2 separate regions of the Gossypium hirsutum genome follow, and region 2 is linked to region 1. Evidence: chromatin contacts called from public Hi-C data. All regions are on one chromosome and are shown on one strand. The core of a region is the stretch at or near the end of the contact, and the rest is flanking DNA. Distances in the headings are between cores, read along the strand shown. Region 1 has its middle 4.7 kb from the start of LOC107945972. Region 2 holds the start of LOC107945971 (probable serine/threonine-protein kinase WNK9).

The links. A called contact is a pair of places that touch in the nucleus more often than the background predicts.
Region 2: a Hi-C map of leaf shows a contact between it and region 1, with 4 times the contacts expected there. The contact joins the promoter of LOC107945971 here to the enhancer-like site in region 1. A contact is called at or near these places in 15 of 34 Hi-C or Micro-C datasets (callus, cotyledon, fibers and 3 more).

The regions. Positions count from the first base shown.
Region 1 is chrD11:59,096,723-59,102,021 of Gossypium_hirsutum_v2.1, reverse strand. No RefSeq gene overlaps it. Among protein-coding and RNA genes, the nearest start is that of LOC107945972, 4.7 kb to the right of the region's middle. Within about 2 kb of position 2,586, at least 4 of the 9 cell types and tissues checked have an H3K27ac peak or open chromatin away from gene starts, as enhancers often do. A contact at or near this core is called in hypocotyl and leaf, where this site is marked.
Region 2 is chrD11:59,138,422-59,143,720 of Gossypium_hirsutum_v2.1, reverse strand. LOC107945971 (probable serine/threonine-protein kinase WNK9) reads right to left here and starts at 2,159. Exons shown (of 7, transcript XM_041104597.1): 1 at 1,676-2,159; 2 at 1,526-1,563; 3 at 1,113-1,340; 4 at 778-998; 5 at 423-580; 6 at 1-329. The coding sequence starts at 1,753.

The DNA of each region.
Region 1 (5,299 bases), core at 1,337-3,836:
AGATTTACAATTTTCTATTTTTTAAATGTTAATACTTTCCTTTTTGCTGGAAAAAAATATAAAAGATTTACAATCAAAATATCATTTACAATTTCTTATACTTTCTACTTAAATAATTTCCTTTTTTTAAAAAAAAACTAAAAACATTTACAATTTAAATCTATGTATGTTTAAAAATTAATTATTACTAAATAATTAATTGCTTAGCACCTCAGAATATTAACACTCCTTTTCTAAGCAGAATTATCTTTTGACAAGCTCACTGTTTTTTCTTCTCTTAACTCACAATTTTGTTTTTTTTCCCTCAACTCACAAATTTTTTTTTCACTTTGAAGCACATTCTTTTCAAAAATTTAGGGTTTTTAAACACCCCTACCTATGGCAGGTCTAGGATTCTTAGCCTATAGTCATGTTGGACGTTAAGGAAGCAGAGAGTCTTTATAGCCTCGAAAGCCCAAATCGGCATGTTAGTCTTTCAAGGCAGGAGAGAATCTCTACTATACCTGCATTGACATGACAACCCATGAGAATCCCAAATCGGTATGGCGACTGTTGCTTTGGGATTTCGAAGTGCCGTGTTCATTTCCAACACACCAAATGCATCAGTTTCAAGCCAAATTGATAACTGCCATACTGATTTAGGGTTTTCATGCATCTCTCATATTATTTTGATAAAAAAACCCATCTTATTCCAGTAATTAATCTTTTTCTTTGTATTGTTAAAAAAAACTCTTTTTTGGCAAGTAATAGGTTTAATTAAATAATTTTAGCAATCATGGCAAAAGTAAATTTCTGTTCCTTTTATAATGTTAAATTTGAAAATTGAAGGGGAAAAAATTCTTATGAAGAATCAATTAATCAAACTTCCGTACAAAAATGAGGTGAGTATAATAATTATAATTCCAAAGAAGAATATAGAAGCATACATTTCTTCCCGCTCAAAAGCAAAATGTCCCTTACAAAGTTTCCCATTGAGAAAGTGTCCTTTGCTTTATTTATCTCTTTTTGACAAACAAAAAGAAATTTTAGACTTTTTTTTTTATTCAACCCAAGCTAAAAATAGGCTTTCCTAACCCTAATATTCTCACGTTTACAATTTAGGATTTAAATTATTTTATATTAAATAATATCATAACAATGTACGGGTATAAAATTAAAATAGTTTTACATCTTTTCGTATATTGTTGTACTATTAATATTTTAACAACCCAACCTTCATATTTTATATTCCATTTATATAGATCATTCATGTCAAATTTAAAATTTTTAACTATTTATTTTATAAAAAATTTTAAATTGTTAAATAAATATTAATATATACAATATTTTAGATCGACATGATAGATATATTGGATCGGTTCAATTTTTTACATGCATGATAAGTATAATTGTATCAGTAAATTTAACAGTTGGATCATTAAAATATTAATCATATAAAAATATATCGGTGTGAATGGATCCTTCCTCATACATAAATAGTTAATATATACTACTACTTGAGTTTTACTTCAATTGATAATGTTGTTATTACAACAATTAGAGCATAAATTCAAGTGTACTTAAACGCATCTTTCCCTTCAATGAATTATTATGTGCTTGCTTGCCCATGGTCAAAGAAGCTATGTTACTTGGGTTTTTTTTTTTTGCAAAAGAGTTAATTCATATTTGACTCTTTTTATTTTTAAAATGTATAATGCAGTGTTTATATTATTATTTTACAAAAATAAATCCCAAAATTATATGTCAACACTTATTCAATTTGTAATGTATAAACTTTGATTTGAACAATTGTGTAAAAGTATTTTTAATTTTTATTCAATTATTCATATAAAATTTTGATTTTAATCTTATTACGCACGTAAATAAAACAAATAGCTCTACTAATTTTTCATTTTAGGTAACTATAATTATTTTTATATGCAAAAAGTAAATGTAAAATAACATCACATTAATAATAGTGATGGTGATTTATAATAATTAAATCAAAATTAAAATATAATATAGTTGATAATTACATGAAATTAGAATTAAATGTCACATTACACATTAAAATAAAATTTCCAATATATGACTCTTATTTTATATGTAAATTTAGTATTTGGAAAGCGGAAATTTTATATATTGATGTATTTAATGAAAATTTGGTTTTAAAAAATCTCTTAATTAATCAATTAAATTTTAGTTTGATTGGCATGAGTATTATTGTCAATGCATGAGCATATGGGTTTGAGTGCGTTGAAATGCATTATCTTTCTATTTATGGGTTGAGGAGGGGCTATAGATAATTTTAGATATTGTATCAGAAAAATAGATATAATCAGAACCTATAATAAAATTGTTAAAAAAAATTGTAAGTACAAATTTTATAATATCTTACCAAAATGTTGCAAAAACCCAAAAAAAGAAGAAGAAAGAAGCAGGTCATGTGTGCAGTGTGGGGGGATAGGGCACATGTCATGACAATGGAGGTCTGAAATTCACATGCAAATTAAATGCTAAAAAATGTATGGTCTTATTCACTGCTTTGCCTAAAACATTAGCTTTGCTTAAAGTGATTTGTTTGGTAGTGACACTTAATTAAACCAACTTGATTAGGCCAACCCCTTTGAACCTTGGAATCTTGATAGCCACCACAACCCCAACCCCAACCCCAACCCCAACACTTATCTATTTGCTTTTTGTTTTTTACTTGTCCTTTTTTCTGATTAAAAAATTATATATTAAATTTAGAGTGGATCCAGATTAAATGAAACTGTTTTTTCCTTTCATAAAACTTTTATTTAAAAAACATCTAATTTCTTACTATTCGAGTAATTCGATCTTAGGGTTTTGACATTTATTTTTATTAATTTATTACATAATTATTATTTCCCTTTCATCAAAAGTTTGGGTGGGTGTGCTTTCATTTCATTTCTTCTCCTTTCTAGGATAGCTCTAGTTCATTTTTTCAATTTGTAGTTTTTTACTGTTTTTCTTTCCTTCTTTTCAACCATTGTAGAAAAGTTTTTTTTTTTATAATATATTTTATTTTGGCTATTGAAAGGCTACAAGTAAATTTTCTTAATATAAAGGTTGAATATCCAACCTTTTCAATTTTTTTTCTATAATTATTTCTTAAACCTCTTGTTATATAAAATTAATTAGAAATTCTATCACACGCATAACGTAGGAAAATTACAAATTTAAAACATAAACATGTGTTTAAAAATAACAAACAATAAATAATGAAACTTATTGTTTGAAGATTAGATTAAATTGTTTATCATGGTGTTGTCATCTATCTTGAGTTAGTATCGAGTTAACTTGCTAACTTAGTCCAATCCATTATTAATACTAAAAATTTTATCACACGCATATGCGTATGGAAATCACATATTTAAAACACAGAGGCTTATTTAAAAGTAAGATACAATAAACAATAAAACGTATGATTTAAAACTAATTATACAACTAATGTAAATAATAAATTGTGTATATTAAAACAAAATTATATAAAAAATTAAAATAAAGCTTTGGTTGAGTGGTCAAATTAAGATTTTAGTAATCAAATTAGTGTGGGTTCAAATTCCACCATATGTTTATTTTAATTGCTTTTTGGTTAAGACTAAATACACTCGAATAATATAACTTCTTTTAATTACAAAAGATATTCTCATAATTTTCTGTCCGAGTTGGTGATTATGTTGAGGGTGGCACTAGCTCAATCAGGGCCTAATAAATAGTGTATATATAACTGATAGAGGTAATAAGGTGTACTTAATAAAATAAAATGTACAAAAATATGAAAATAAATCTTTAGTTGAGTGGTAAATTAAAGGATTTATTGAAGTAATTGATGATGTGGGTTCATAGTCCATCATATGCATATTTTTATTAATTTTTTAAAGTGAAAAGACTAAAATACTCTTGAATAATATTACTTATTTTTATTACTGAAGGACATTCTCATAATTTTTTAATGGAGTTGGTGCCTGGTTGACTCGTGACACCAACTCAATCAGAAGTTTAAATAATAGAATAGATACAATTGATTAAGGTAATAAGTGTGCATAATAAAATTAAAATGTATAAAAATATCAAAATAAAACTTTAGTTGAAACTTGAGTGGTAAATGAAGGTTTTACTAAAGCAATTGATGATGTGAGTTTGAATCTCACCATATGTATATTTTTATTGATTTTTTATAAATGAAAAGACTAAAATACTCCCAATACTATTACTTATTTTTATTATGGAAAGGCATTTTTGTAATTTTCTAATCAAATTAATACCCAATTAACTTGTAACATCAACTCTATTAAGAGTTTAAATAATAATATAGATAAATATGATACAAAAACATTCACTACTTAAATATCTTAATCCTTTTACATGCAATATTAGTTTACAAAAAATTTAATTTATGTTAATCAATACATGCACGTATTGGGTGCAGTGAGTGATAAGGTAGAAAAGAATTCGAGTTTAAATTCTAGAAATTATATTATAAAAAGGGAGAACCATAATTCTAAAAAAGTTAGTCTTTCATAGATAATAAAACCGACATGAACATATCTTAATCATACTAAAAATAATTAACCTCTATTTGTCAACTAACCAGCAAATGATATTATATATCGAGTTCAAATTTATACAATTCTTTCTATCGAACCCTTGATTAATATATACACAATTTTTTATAAAAATAATAAGCAATATAGGAAGATGTGAGTTCGAGTGTGCTAAAGCGTATTATCCTCTTATTTATGAGTTGGGGAGGAGCTGTGAGTAATTTTAAATATTGTATAAAAAAACAGATACGATCAAAACTTATAATAAAATTGTTAAAGAAAAAAACAATAATAATACTTGCGTACAAATAGGAGAGATTTGTTTCTTGTGTTAATGTTAATTTAATTAATAAAAATCCGTGGATTGCCGTACGGAATTTGGTCAAAGGTAAAGCCAAAGCACCCCCTAATTTTACTTCTTTTTATTATTATTTAAACATAATTATCAAAAAGGAATATTCCGGATATATAAATTAAAATGACAAATTTTAGTAATACCCTTCATCTTCTTTACTAATCCAATCTCATGACTTGAATATTATAATAAACAACCTTCACCCAAAATTAATCAATGGGATTAATTTATTAAAAATTAGATGGAAGACCAAGACTTTGTTTTAATTGAAACAAAATTAAACATTTAGTAATAAAGCAACATTTTCATCACCGGATATTAAATACATAATTATGAGTTGAGTTATTTGTGCAGGTTTAATGGCTTATTTAAAAAGTGAGAAGATCTGGGCAAA
Region 2 (5,299 bases), core at 910-3,409, 42 kb before region 1:
AGCTCGATTCCACTTGGTTCAATTTCAGCAGGATGATACCCCCATTCATTTGGTGTTTCGTAACCATAACCATTCTTGTATCCGTTACTATAAGAACTACTATTGTGATGAAACTCGAGATCCGGTAGCCTAATGAGAGGACCAACTTCATCAAGTTCCCTCCCATATTCTAGTTGTCTCAAATCATATTCACAATCATCAATCTGTAGAAAAGGGTCATTTAACAACTCTCTCGCAGATAGCCTCAAAGACACAGTTGCCAAACATTTCTCAACAAATTGTCGGACTTCCGGATCCTTAACTTTATACAAAGCATCTGGTTTTCTACCCTAAAAATAAGAACGCGTGTTAATGAAAATTCGGTCATTCCAGCAGATGAAACAAAGCGAGAAAGCAAGTCAAGCAAAGTGAAAAGCCCTTACGGAGATAACTTTCTTGTAGATTTGAGCCGGATGGGTGCATTCGCTATAAGGATACTCGAAAGTAACCATTTCTAAAATGCACATTCCGAACGAATAAATGTCAACTAATTCATTGTAGGCTTCTTCGTAAACCTCTGGAGCCATAAACTCTGGTGTTCCTGAGGAAAAAGCAAGCCCCAAAAATGGTGACTTTCCATTTTATTGAATCAACCCCCTCCCCCCCAACTCGAAAAGTTCAATATTTCTCAAACAAGATAAGACAGTCTATTGTTTCGTACTGAAATCATTTCTATGAGTCAACCAAAGTTTAAGTTCAGTTCAAGTTAACCCGAAAATTGGTTAAGATAAAACATACCAACACAATGAGCAGCATGAGATTTGCGGAGAATCGCAGCAAGGCCGAGATCGCCGATCTTAACTTCTCCTTGGTTGCCATTGACAAAAATATTGTCACATTTAAGATCTCTATGAATCACAGGGGGATCATGGCTATGGAGATAAAGAAGGCCTCTCAAGATCTGCCTACACCAATGCTTCACTGCTCTAATGTTCACTCTCTTATGCTTTAGCCTATACCTGCAAGGGGATCCCCCATCATAAACAAAATATCAAACATCTAATAAACAACACCAAAAGAAGCCATATTTTTAACATTAAAAAACACAGATTTTGGACATGTTTTTTTCTTACTGTCTTAAAGTTCCAGAAGTGAACATTTCAGTGACAAAATTAATGTTCCTATTGGCGGTGTCAACCCAAGAAGTATAGAACTTCATAATATTCTTGTGCTTCAATGTCTTAAGGAGATGAATCTCACAATACAGTCTTTCAAGATCTTCAGGGCTTTGAAGAAAATCATAAAGTTTGACTTGGTTCCAAGCAACTTCAATCCCTTCATACTCATCAAATGCTCTATAACTGCAATAAACATCAACCATATATGTTATGCCCCCCCCCAAAAAACACTTCATTGGAAATATCAAATGGAGCTCAAATTCTGTAAAAAAGAAAAAGAAAAGAGGATGCACAGAAGCAAATATAATGAAGAAATATAGACTGGGTATTGAAAAAAAATGGGAAAATATTTGAGTTTTGAACCATACACTGTCTTTGAAGCTCCTTTTCCAAGGATTTCATTGTACTGCAAACAAAAGAAAGAAAGGAAAAAGGACAATACAAAGAAGGTATAAGAATCAAAAACTTCAACTCAAAACTAAAAAAAAAAAGGAAAAAGAAAGTTAATTTATGAATACTCTGCCATATCTTCCAGTTGGATCAACTTCAACAAACTCAGAACAATCTGGTTCTTCAAGATGTAAAAGACCATTCATACTCAAAAGATTAAAAATTGTAATAAAAAAGGAATAAATTTATTTTGTGTTTATGTTATCCTTTATTTTCTTCCTTTTCCTTGTTAAAACAAAGATTTCTCGTTGTAAACTGGGCAAGAAATGAGGGGAAATTTTGTGGTTTTTTCATACAAATATAAATAAATAAAAACAACTTTTCTGTAGCCTTTTTGGAGAGCGAGAGAGAGAGAGAGGAGGGGGGAAGGGAAAGAGAGAGAAAAAGAAAGATGAAAGAAATGAAGAATTACTCGCATGAAAAGGAGCAAAGAGAGAGTTTTTGAGTTAAAAGACGAGTTTTTGGGCAAAACCTGCCACTTTTTCTTGAGGGGATGCATAAAAAATGAAAAAAAACACCCCCATGAAAGAACATGACAAACAAGTGAAATAAATCTTAAGAAAAGAAAATGTTAAAAATTTCAAGGTAATTTAATTCATTAGAAAACAATGACCCCACCTTTGAAGTTTGATGCTCAAACCTGTTTCATGTTCCAGTTTTTATCACATACATATGTTACAATTTGGACATTAAATAATCCAAATAAACAACTGCTACTTTGTCAAAACTGTGTAAGATCTAACATTCTAACTCCCTGTGTCTCCCATACCAAGCTCCAACCTTTTACCTAACCACCAATAAAAACTCCATATTTCTTAAATATTTTTTTTCAAGAGGAAAAATTTTATCATTGAATTGAGAGTCTCAGTCACCACAATGCCATGCACCACATAATAAGATTCGTCAAAGACTTTTCATTTAACATTTATTCTCATGATAAATTTTAATATCGAATCTGACCATTCAACATGTTAATTGTCTTTATACAATTCATCTCTAAGATAATCTTTTTAACCCTTTTAGTCCGTGCTAGTTTAACTCCCTTAAAAGCCTTCTATAACTCAGCTGCCAGCACTAGACAAATCCCTAACTCACGGGAGAACCCCCTCAGCCAATGTCCCCCATTGTCCTTGGCCACTTGGCCACCCCCCCCCCAGCAACTAACGAGCCAACTCCCACAGTTGCAATAATATTCACCTTTATCAATTTCCCTTCCGGCACCTCCCATCTTATCCCCCTCTTCCTCTAATGTTATCCAACTCTGTTCTAATTCAGTTGAAGATTTAAAAAAGTTATCTAGCCAACTTTTTTTTCCCTTTTCTATATTTTTCTTTTAAAAATCATTAAGTACCCATTTTTCTATTGATCACATATTCTAATATTCACCAACCTTCAATTTAATTTATGTACAAAATCAAAGGGAAAAAAAACAAAATTAGCTTTTAAAACTGAGCCACACATGTATATATGGGTTAGGTACATTATTAAAATTATGATTTTATAATCGTAACGATGTTATTATTTTTGGTTAATAGAAAATAAGTTAGATCCAATGAAATCATATTAGAATCTTAAAACATTTGTTCATGCTGAACATTGGACAAACTTAATATTTACCGTCAAATAAGATATCCAATCATATATTTGAATCAATAATGGTGGATTTACTTTTTTGTGAATTTGATTTTTAATATTCGGACAAACAAAGAATTCATGAGTTTGTGATAAACACCAAATATAAGCAAACAAGGATAGGATAAATCTCCCCAACACACCATTTTTGTGTTGAGAATTTTAGAGAAAAAAAAGAAATTATTAAAAAAATAAAGGGCTTGAACTTGCTATATATCTGACTTTGCCATTTGCAACTTTGAGGGATAGCTTTAATAGGAGGGTGGCTTCCTCTAATTTGCTAAATGCTAACTACTCTTCGATTTAGCATTATAAAGGCTCATTTACCACTTATTTATATTTTTTTATTTAAATTTATATTATTTGTCAAATCACCTTAAAATAAATAAAATGTTAACGTTTATTATCTTTACTGACATAGCATACACATGGGCTACCGTGTAGATGTCACGTTAACAAAGTCAACAAACATTCATTTTTCTTATCATTTTTGAATGATTTGATAAATAATACAAACTCAATAATTAAAAGAAACGAAAAATTAAATAAAATACTAAAGTGAGTTCTCTTGTAATACGTAACTTTTTTATAATTAAATTAATAATGTATGCCAATTTTTCCTTATATTTAATTTTTTATTGTGATAAACCAATGAATGTTATATTTATAAATGCAATGAAAATTTATTGTGATAAAAGTGGTAGGATAGATTTGATTTAAATGCAGTGAAGAACAACTATGAGAATAATGTTAATTTTCAACTTTGTTTTAAATGATTTTAAATTTTAGTAAGAGCAGGTGAAGATTATTTACCTATAAATAGGCCATCATTTTATGAAAAATAAATAAATAAGAGAGAAAAATGCCATCATTTTTCATGTGAATGAAGTTTGTTGAATTTGAATTCAATGCTTTAAAATGATTACAAATTAAGGACCTAATATATTACTATATCTTTCTCTTTACTTTGCAAAAAAATGAAATTTTAAATATGGCTACCTTATTTTAATTTTTTACTCACATTGATTTAATTATCTTTTTTTTATCAAATTATATAATAAAAATTTTAATATTAAAATACACTTCAAGTCATTGCATTATTTGTACATTTGAAATTTAATTCTTTTATTTTTGACTTAAAAAATTCGAGTCTAGTTAAGTCTTCTATTAAATTTATTGGTGCAACATATTAAAATTAAAATAAAAACACATTTAGTGGTCATGTAATAAAAATGTATTGTAATGAACATGGATTTAATAGAGAATTTTAACAATATTAACAATTATTAAAAATTCATGTTAGCAATTTAATAAGAATAAAGTATTTAGATTAACTAATGATATTATAAAAATTAAGATACCAAATTATGTAAAAAAAATTAAAGTATATAGATTAAATAAAAAATTTAAACATAATATATTGAGTATAATCTAAAAAGAATAGAAGGTGATAACATGTGTAACATGAGAAATGCCCATATCATTTATTTTTATATATAATAGCACAGATTAGGGATGATTGTGTTAGGTATGAAATGACTTCAGTCATGTTATGATACTATGCTTAATTTTGAGATTTAATCTGTATATTTTTATTTGGTATGTATTAGTATTGAGTATGACTCCTATTTCAGTCAAATTTGAAAAATAATCTTTCAGTTAAACTCTGTTTATTTGTTTCAATCAAACTCTGATTGTCTAGATTATTTTATTATTATTTGACCTATAAATTTAGCCTATAAATAGGCTCTTTTACAATCTTAGAAAATACACCCGTTAGAGATTAGAACTCATAACACATTTAGAGAATTTTGTATTTACATTTTGAGGGTTCTTTGTTTTCGGGGTTTAGTTTTTCCCTCCATCTTTTGTACTATTCATTCTTTTGCTATTATAATAAAATTATCTTTGCCCGTGGTTTTTTTATCCTCTTTGGAGAGGTTTTCCACGTTAAATTTGTGTGTTTAATTTCTCAATTTATTCCACTGTTTTTTTTACTTGTTGCTTAATCGGGTCGATCCCAACAAATAGTATAGATCATCTTTGGCTATATTATGGTT